Linked DNA regions of Gossypium arboreum: region 1 is linked to region 2. A link is a contact called in public Hi-C data. All regions are on one chromosome and are shown on one strand. The core of a region is the stretch at or near the end of the contact, and the rest is flanking DNA. Distances in the headings are between cores, read along the strand shown. Region 1 holds the start of LOC108474138 (pyridoxal kinase). Region 2 holds the start of LOC108473378 (DNA-directed RNA polymerase 2B, chloroplastic/mitochondrial-like).

Region 1 (4,911 bases), core at 1,377-3,876, 220 kb after region 2:
AGAAATAAAGAATATCATTTACATTTCTGAGAGATGATTTGTAACATACAACTGCCCAGAATATTCAACTCTAATGTCTCAAAGCAATGATGAATTATCAACTCATTCAAATTAATTACCGATGAAAGCACAAATATTTTAAAATGAAGTTGCATTTTAGTTATTTGTTAAATTTTTAATTGATTATGATTTTGCCTTTATACCATTTCTATTTACTTAGTAACTTTTGAGAAAGTGAAAAAAAGTCAACAAACAAAAGGAGCCTAAACAAATTAAGAGATTATTTAAATCAGAATTTGACCAGAATAAAATGATTTTTATATCATTCAAGCATTAATTGTTAAGAAACTATTATTTTTACACCATTAAGACATTCATTGATAAGAAACTATAACTTTAAATGCAATTTTCTCCCCCCCCCCCCCTGGGTCCGGTATCAAGTCAAATATCTAAAAATTAAAAAAGCTACATTAAAAAAAAAAAGAATGAAAAAAAAAAACAAAATCCACTACAGAAGCATCCTAGTGAATACCTTTTTGTGACACAATTTGCTAAATACACAACATAGGATGTCTTATTTACTTATTTTGTTTCCTTTCTCTATAGTGGGTAGATAATTCCAGAGAGAACCACTCATTTAACACAGAAGAGAATTTCTCTTCTTTGTAAATAATGCTATATGTTCCTTTTCCTTTTAAATATTGTATAACAATCCTGTTTTCCCCCTCATAGATGAATATTATAACAATCTAGAGAATTTTATATCACGGAGAAGCTGTCATCGTCAAAGAGCAACCAGAAATAAAATACCTGTTAGTAAATGGGTGTAGTACAATAAATTATTTGCTTCAAGGCCTTCTATTAAATCCAATAATTGTTGCCCGTTTAGAACTTGACCCTTAAAAGTTGGGTACCCTGCACAAATTTCAGATAGATTAAACTATGCTAGAAGATGCTGTATTTTGGTCAGAACACCAAACCCAAACTTATACAAATTTACAGCTGACAGCACTCCATATATCAGGTCTCAGTACTCTGAGACTTTCCCAGTAGTAGTATAAGCAGCTTGCCTGTATGATTTGAAAACTGTACTGAATTGATTGGATCCACATCATATCCTAATAGTTGAAGAGGAAAAACTGCTGACTTGTTACCAACATATCCCTAAGGAGGAAAAAAAAAAAGAGAAGAAATTAAGTTAGAATAACAACAGAACTTAATAGCAAAAGAGTAATATAGAAATGCTTTTTTTTTTTCCACGAGGAAATTAGGTGAAGGTAAAACCAATCATACAATTACTTCACTTGTAAACTTCCAAGGATCCTTTAATTGTTAAAATGGAGAAAACAAGAATTTATTCCAAATGTTTTCAAAGATAGATAAGAATATTTCAGTGTACAGGTAATTCACGATATATTAAGAACATAAAACAAAATTTGTACCCAGCTCTTGATGATTGAAACAATTATTAGATAGATATTAAGTGCTACAACAAGACAGATAGTGATCAAAGCCAGAGCATTTTCTACTTATAGTACGAATCTAAAACAAATGTAATTCTCTTAATGCACAGACATTGACGCAGATGAAAAAAAAAACAAATCATGCTGAAAACAGAATCAAGATTATCATACTGCCTTAAACATTTTCAACAACCAAACAAAGAATAAAAAAAAGTGCAAAGAGTAGAACAAAAGGAGAAGAAGTACCTGAACTGTGTGGGATTGAATGCTGAGAACTCTACCGGTATTTGATGGAAGAGCCAAGGATAAAATTGGAGGCGATGCCATTTCCGACTTCCTAAACAGCTAAACTGTTCCGATCTTTGACAAGTCCAATAAATTCTGAAATCAATTCAACATCATACAAATCACTAAAACAAAAAAGGATAAATTATAAATTAAATAAATTAAAATTTTCCAATGAATTTATTATTATCTTTGCAGTGAAATATTGAGTTTTTGTCATAAATAAAATGCCCAAATCAAAATTAGATATTTATTAATTAGTTTATATTAATTATTTGAAAAAATTAAAATCATAAAAAGGCAAAATAAGTTGTAAAGGGAAGAGTTATTTCCGTCCATGTACTAGAGATTTGAGAGAGAAGAAAGACAAAGAAAAAAAAGCAAGGGCATTTTGGGAAGATTAGGGGGAGAATTAATTTCTCCACTGGGATTCTTACGGCACAGTCGAGAAAAGGTCGAGCGTAGAGAATGCACCCACAGCGCCGGGCCAATGTACTTAAACAGCTTCCTAGACCGATTTGGACGCCAATGTCAACTCTGATGAAAAAGAAAAAAAACTCTACTAAGACATCGAGTTCCAAGCTGTCCCGGCCTGATATGAGTTTTTTTTTTTTCCTTTTCCGATCGACATCAGATTTTAGGACAAGGGAGGTTGGGTTTTTTAAATTAAAAATATTACGGATTGTTGAAGCTGATTCTTTTTTTCGGTTCTCACTTCCCAGTGAATACTAGTAATTTTTTTTTTTTAATTTATAAAACTTTACAAAGTATCTTTGGCTTATTTTTGAAACAAATATAATGTTATAATAGTAAAATAATCAAAACATATAAATTTTATCTGAAAATTTACGAGTAAAGAAAGAGAAATTTACTCTATTGAAAAACACAATATAAAAAGAGTTTAACTACATCTATTTTAAAGATTAAACAACTCTATTATAATTAATATCTAATGAAAAAATATAATTATATACGAATTCAACTTTTACAGCATAGTTTGATAAGGAAAAGCTATCTAAATTATTTTAAATTTTTAATTAAATAAAAAATTAAAAGCTACCACATTGAAAGTTTTTCATTGCTAGTAAACCGAGTATGACCGACAAGTAGAACTCATATTAGTTATCATGATTTGAGATCCGCCCTTGTTATAATGGGAATAATTATTGGATACAAATCCATCGGTATTTTTAGCCCACGTCGGCATTTAATTTAGGGAACACAAGTCCAGCAACTGGTGGTGGCTACAAACACATATACAGATGGGGTCAGGGGTGAGGGGTCTATTGGCTCAAATGTGGGTACTAGAGGAATGTCTATCACTTTGATGCATGATACCATTGAAATCGATTCCAACATCGTTGAGGATTTCACAAATAGTGGAGATTCCATGGTGCTAGAAAAAGTAAGGGCAGATGGTGCTAGAAAAAGTAAGGGCAGATCTATAAATATCAAAATAATATATATCTAACACTTTTATCATCTGATAATCATATAAAGTTTAATTAAATTTACAGTTAAATTGAATAAAACATCTAAATAAGAATTAAAACTTTTCCAATATTATTTTCTCGATTCATAATACTCAATTTAAAATTTAAAAATTATCAAGATCCTTACCCAATCACGAGTAATACCCAAAAATATTTTTTCATTTTATCACCCTAGGCAAGATAATAAATATTATATTTGTGAATGTACCATTTTATCTAATATTGGTATGTATTAATATCAGTTTGTTTAGCATATCATTTTAAATTTATCAATATTTTAAAATATATATATTATATATGTATATAAAAATTTTTATAAATATCAAAATTAAATTAAATAAATCTTATGCTCATTAATTATATAAAATACTTTTCAAAAACTTCACTATATAAGATTAAACAAACTTAAAATAAACAAGGAAAAATTATTTCGTAAATTAAATAATAAAATCATTTCAATAACAATTTGTCATTTAAAATTTAAATTTGTATAAAAATCTAAAATAAATAATAAAAATTTTATTTTTACATTTATATTTATATTTCAAATTTTATTTTTTACCGATTGGTATAGGTAAAATCAATTAGTATGCATTGGACCGCTCAAGATTAATTAGAATTTACACAAAAAAGAAATCTAAAATTTGTTGTTCAAGTTTACTACTAAAACAAAATATTTCAACTAATACAAATGATACCGAAACAGAATTGATTACCTTGCACCACATAGCTTAAAGTAATGTCCAAAGTAGAGGTGAGCAAAATCCGATTCGATTCAAAAAACTCGATAAAAAATTTTAAATTTTGAATTAAATAGTTCGAGTTATTTGAGTTAATCAAGCTATTTAGGTCAACTCGAATAAAAAATTAAGTTTTTTAGTTTAACTCGAATATGAATTACACAATTTGAGTTATACGAAAATCTGAATAAGAAAAGACAAAACTACGTCACTTTGATAAATGTTTACTTTTTAAAAAGTTAAAATTAAAAATAATTAAGTTAAAAGACAAAACTATGTCGTTTTGATAAATGTTTACCCATTAAGTTAAAAGACTAAATCATTATATTTTTCATATAGTTAAATAATCTTGTGTTTTGTCTGCTAGTTAAATAATCGGTTCATCTAAACGCAACATTAACTATAAATAATAGGATTCATTAACTCGACTTGATTTGACTCAAAAAAATTTTGACTCAATTTGATTCAATTCAAAAAAAAATCAAATTGAGTTCCGTTGCTAAAATAGAATTTGTCAACTCAACTAACTCGAAAATTTTTTATTCGATTTGACTCGACTCGATCGAATACTCACCCCTAGTCCAAAGTATTTACCTTTTGACAAGTGTTAATCTACCTTTGTGTTTGCTTTATTTTTTTTTTACATTATAATACAATGGTTAAATTTCAGTTTTGTTAAAATTTAAATTTTAATCTCTATATTTCAATTTTGATATAGTTTGATATCTATATTTTAATAATGCCATTAGTAGGCTAAACCACCAATATTGTTAACAATTAAAGTACTAACACCAATTTTTCTTTAAGAATATTATTTCAACAAAAAATTATTTTATCAACATGAGTTTGAATGAGTATTTTTAAGATTAAATCCGCATTGACATTTTATCTGAAATAGTTAAGAATGTTAATTATTTAGATTAACTAATG
Region 2 (5,342 bases), core at 1,011-3,510:
AGCATGTAAATATGACAATTTAAGTATTGTATCATATTTTATATGATATTTTGAATTGAATATATGAAAAGGATGTTACATGAAACATGAAAATGAATACTAAATAATATAAATTAATTGAAATTATTCTGAAAATCTCGGTAATGCCACGTACCCTATCCCGGTCTCAGGTACGGGTATGGGGTATTATAGCACTTCTATTAAGTATCCCGATGGTTGTACGGTCGTTAAATGCGTATAAAGATCAATTTCGCCTTTGTGAGAATGACGAAGAGTTTCTTGGTCCTGAGGTACCATATCTAAGTGCCATAGGGGCATTGATGTATCTTACAAATAACACAATACCTAATATAGCTTTCGCTGTAAACTTTTGAGTTAGATTTAGTTCTTCTCCAACACGTAGACATTGGAATGGAATTAAACACGTATTTAGATATCTCAGAAGGACCATTGATATAGGGTTATTTTATTCAAATGATTCAAAATCCGTCAGCTATGCTGATGCTAGATATTTATCAGATCCACAAAAAGATCAATTTCAAATGTGATATTTATTTACATGTAGAGGTACTATCATATCATGGCGTTCAACAAAGCAGACATTAGCTGCTGCCTCTTTAAATTATGCTAAAATAATTGTAATGCATGAGGCAAGCCTAGAGTATGTTTGGCTAAGGTTATTAACCCAACATATCTAGAATATATGTAATTTGCCTTTACAGGAAAAGATGTTAACTATCTTATACGAAGATAATGCAACATGTATAGTTCAATTGAAGGGTGGTTGCATCAAAGGTGACAGAACGAAGCATATTTTACCAAAATTATTCTTCACTCATGATCTTGAGAAGAAAGGGGACATAGAAGTTCAATAAATTCGTTCTAGTGATAAATTTAACAGATCTTTTTACAAAGACATTGCCAACTTCAACGTTTGAAAGACTACTACGTAAGATTGGAATGCATCAACTGAAAGATGTAATGTGATATTTCCATTAGGGGAGTAAAAAACACATTGTACTCTTTTCCTTTAACCAAGGTTTTGTCCCACTGGGTTTTTCTGGTAAAAGTTTTTAATGAGGTAACTTGTAATAGGAGATTGTGTACTCTTTTTCCTTCATTAGTTTTTTATCCCATAGGGTTTTTCCTAATAAAGGTTTTAATAAGGCACAATTTTCTCTAATGGGCATCCAAAGGGGACTGTTACAAATAAATGCGAATGTTTATATTCTAACCTTTTCATTTATGAGATAAAACCCCCTCATTCATTATGACAGTAAATATGCAAGTTGTTTAATGTATGTGTTAATGAAGCAGTTAAATAAGCTTTATTTATTTGTGTTGCATTGAACGTCAATTACTTATAAATAGAACCCTTACTTGAGTGAAAATAATATACGAGAAAATTATCTGTTGATTTGATCTATTGTTTACTTTTTAGTGTTATTTTATTTGATTATTTTATAACATTTGATAAATTTTATTGATGAAGAAGGATTATTTTTTTGATAAATAAGAGAATGCATCATATTGCCTTATATCAGTTTATTCTTATATACGGAACACCAAATTTATCTTCTAAAAGTAATTTCCTAACATGAAATGTAGAAACATCAAGAATATGTAAATTAACATCAATAGATGAACATGTTCTGGCTAGTCAATCAACAACCATGCTTCCTTCTCTTTTCACAAGCTGGAATTTATCAGATTCAAATTGTCGAGATACTTCATTTATTCTCTTGACGAGAGTCATCGATGGCTTACTTCCCAAGCAATCATTAATTATTTCCACTGCCAACATACAATCAGTTTCAATAATCACCGGATGAAGAAGGATGTTTATAATACTTCTTTAAAGTTTATATTTATAAATATAAAAAGTATAAATAATAGAAAGCTCTACTTTAATATACATAATATAAAACTATACTTTTAATAAATATTAGAGTTTTAAAGTACATCATGTTTTTGTTTTTTAGGTTTTGTAAAATTTGAGAATTATTAGTGCAAATTTAATATATTTCAAATCCGTTATATTGTTCATGTTCGGAATCTATCTCCAAAATAAAAATTTATCTTTTCTCCTTAAATGTACATAACTGACCACTTGTTGATAGCTCAAAATAAGAAAATTGATAGTCAGAACGTAATAGCCAGCTTGCATCCATGGCAATCCTTGGGTATAAATTTTGTGATCCAAACTCAACATTATTTAGACCCAAGAGTTGTTGGTGTTGGGTTTTCTTGATTCCTTCAGGCTTCAATGCAAAAACTTGGGCTTCTTTAATTTTCTCCATTTCTCGTTGCACATCAAGGACCCCCAGATTTATTAAATTACAGTTCTCTACCTTTCGTTTCACTGCCACAGCCCACAGGGCAACTGAGAGCAAAAACTAAGCTACAAAATACAACATTACAATCATACAAGGTTTTAAGCAGGGTTTAAGGCGGCTACTACTTCCCTTCCTCCATGAATTCATCCTCTTCTTCAAATATTCCTTTACCAAACTTATTTTCCTTTGTCCTAAAACCTGCCCAATCCCAATCCCAATCCCAAAATCCCACTTCATTTTCAGTTTCACCGTTCATTCTTCAATAATTTGATGTCCATCCCCGAAACCCCATTAATTTCTTCTAATCTTTTATACAAATTCCATTACTCTAATCCCTTTCATAATAATAAACCCACGACTCTTTACCAAAACCCTCCAAGGATTTCCAGAATTATGTGGAGAAACATAGCTAAACATGCCATTTCAAGAACCCGTTGTTCTCAATGGTTTCCTAGAACTTATAGCTTTCTGGGTGTTACTCGGGATTCAGTTTTTCTGGAGAAATTGAAGTTTGGGTCTTTTTGCTCCAGCTTAGGGTTTCTTGATATGGGTGGTAGAAAAATAGGTGAGGTTTTAGGTAATGAGGACTGTATGGGGAAGCCAAATTTTGGGCTTTTGAGGAATGAGATTGGGTGCAGACTTAGAGGATTGTGCCCAAATGGATATGCTAGTGTGGCAGAGGTGGCTTCGTCGACTGATGTTGAAGATGACGTATCTGCTGTTGAAGAAATTAAGGAGTTGTTGAATGAAATGAAGAAAGAACATAGGAGAGAGAATATAAATAGGCGTAAAATTCTTCAAATACAGGAGACAGGAATGGGGGGAAACAAGTACCGAATGTTGAAAAGCAGGCAAGTGAAGATTGAAACTGAAGCATGGGAACAAGCTGCAAATGAGTATAGGGAACTTTTGAAGGATATGTGTGAGCAAAAATTGGCACCCAATTTGCCATATATGAAGTCTTTGTTTCTTGGTTGGTTCGAGCCTTTTCGTGATGTTATTATTAAGGAACAAGAGTTGTATAGGTCAGGGAAACTTAGGGCCGGTTATGCAGCTTACTTGGACCAGTTGCCAGCTGATATGGCGGCAGTCATCACAATGCATAAGTTGATGGGGCTGCTGATGACTGGAGGGGAACATGGATGTGCTCGGGTTGTGCAGGCTGCTTGCCTGATAGGTGATGCCATTGAGCAGGAGGTGGGAGAGATGGACTGCTACTTTTCTCTATATTTGTTTAATATGTCATTGTATTTGGTTTTATTTGAGAATTACATAGTTGATGGAAAGCCTATTGTTTCATGTTTTAGATAATGCATCACCACATGTTCTGTTGCACAAATTCATGTCCTGTTGTTATAGTTATTTCAGGTTAGATCTTGGAAGTATTGGCATTAGAAAGTAAACTCATATATACATAATAGACACTGAGAGGGAAAATAGAATCCGAACTTTTTCTCCTTTTTCCCAAATGAAGAATGAAGCATGAGTTGTTAGAATGACAAACCTAAAGCTGAAGAATGCTGACAACTTGAACACTAGTTCAATTGAAGTTGCGAATGGACCTTAAATATTGTGGCATTGCAAACAATAGATATTTAAGCTATTTTTTTCCCGAACGGGAGAAGGGTGCTTATATTTTGTTTGTTTAAACCTTTGGTTAAGATGAAGATATTTAAACCTGTATGTTTGGCATGGTTGGGTTATTTTGAATTTGAAGTCTACTGATTCTAAGAATGACCATTTTCTATCTAACAAATACACTATATGTGTTTTTATTTTTATTTTTATTGTCCATTATCTTGATAAGATGATTAGGCATGCCAAACTACGATCCTGCATTTTTTTCTTCAAAACTGGACATTCTATATTGTTACATCATTCCTTTGCCCATGATTTTCAATTCATTGCACATTTTGTATTCCTTATCAGACATGATTCCATTTCCTCTCACTCTCTTATTTTTTTGAAATATTTTTTAATGTTACTTAAATCCATATACATGCATCATTTATTGGTCAATGCAAGTTATAGGAGACTTGGACTCCAATGCACCATTTTTCCATGGCAGTTTCTTTCTTTTCTTTGTTTTATCTTCATTTTGGTGACACTTGATGGTGCTGCTTTCCTTGGACCTGCTTCTCTTAATCCTGACCAGCCCCATTTTTTCTTGAAATTTGGCATTAATTCGTAAGCATTTCTATCATTGTTAGGTTAGAATACGCAATTTCTTGGAGAATACAAGGAAAAAAAAGGTTGATAAAGAGGATGAAGATGGAGGAAGTGAATCCAATGCGGCAATTAAGGAACAAGAGAGGTTAAGGAAAAAGGTGACCAATTTGATAAAGAAACAAAAGCTACCAGCAGTGAGGCAGATAGTGAAGGGACAGGACAACACAAAACCCTGGGGCCAGGATGCTAAGGCTAAGGTTCATCTAATTTCATGTAATTGCTGATGAAACATTACTTTTTCGTTAATCCATTGATTTTTAAAATTGTGATCTCTGCTCTTTTCCTCTAGGTTGGATGCCATCTTATCGAGTTATTGATGCGAACTGCTTATATACAGCCTCCAGCTGATCAGTTAGCTGATACACCACCAGATATTCGTCCTGCATTTCTGCATTCTTTCAAAACTGTAGTAAAAGAAAACAAGTGAGGACTAATTTCTATATTTTGATTGGTTCTCACTCGTGTCAACTTCAGATTGATGTAGTCACTTCAGATTGATGTAGTCACTTCAAATTGCTGTTGTTGGGCATTTCCTTCTGCAGGAAAACTGGCAGAAGATATGGTGTTATTGAATGTGACCCACTAGTCCGCAAAGGGCTCGAGAGAACTGTAAGTAATTGGGTTATAATCCTTTTTATGAATGATTTATTACATTTTATTATTCTTTTTCTATTTATGTTGTTAGATCAATGTAAAATTCCTAGGCTGACTTGTAAACTAGCATCTAGAATATAAGACTTAATAACGATTAATAGTTTACCATCCTTCTTCCTTTTT

Evidence for each region. Hi-C and Micro-C count contacts between places; a contact is called where the count stands out from the background.
Region 1: a contact with region 2 is called in a Hi-C map of leaf, with 3 times the contacts expected there. The contact joins the promoter of LOC108474138 here to the promoter of LOC108473378 in region 2. A contact is called at or near these places in 2 of 5 Hi-C or Micro-C datasets (both in leaf).

The regions. Positions count from the first base shown.
Region 1 is chr11:21,865,350-21,870,260 of ASM2569848v2, forward strand. LOC108474138 (pyridoxal kinase) reads right to left here and starts at 2,627. Exons shown (of 13, transcript XM_017776058.2): 1 at 2,186-2,627; 2 at 1,710-1,844; 3 at 1,071-1,164; 4 at 811-915. The coding sequence starts at 1,790.
Region 2 is chr11:21,642,551-21,647,892 of ASM2569848v2, forward strand. LOC108473378 (DNA-directed RNA polymerase 2B, chloroplastic/mitochondrial-like) reads left to right here and starts at 2,261. Exons shown (of 19, transcript XM_017774899.2): 1 at 2,261-3,533; 2 at 4,552-4,762; 3 at 4,855-4,988; 4 at 5,108-5,174. The coding sequence starts at 3,517.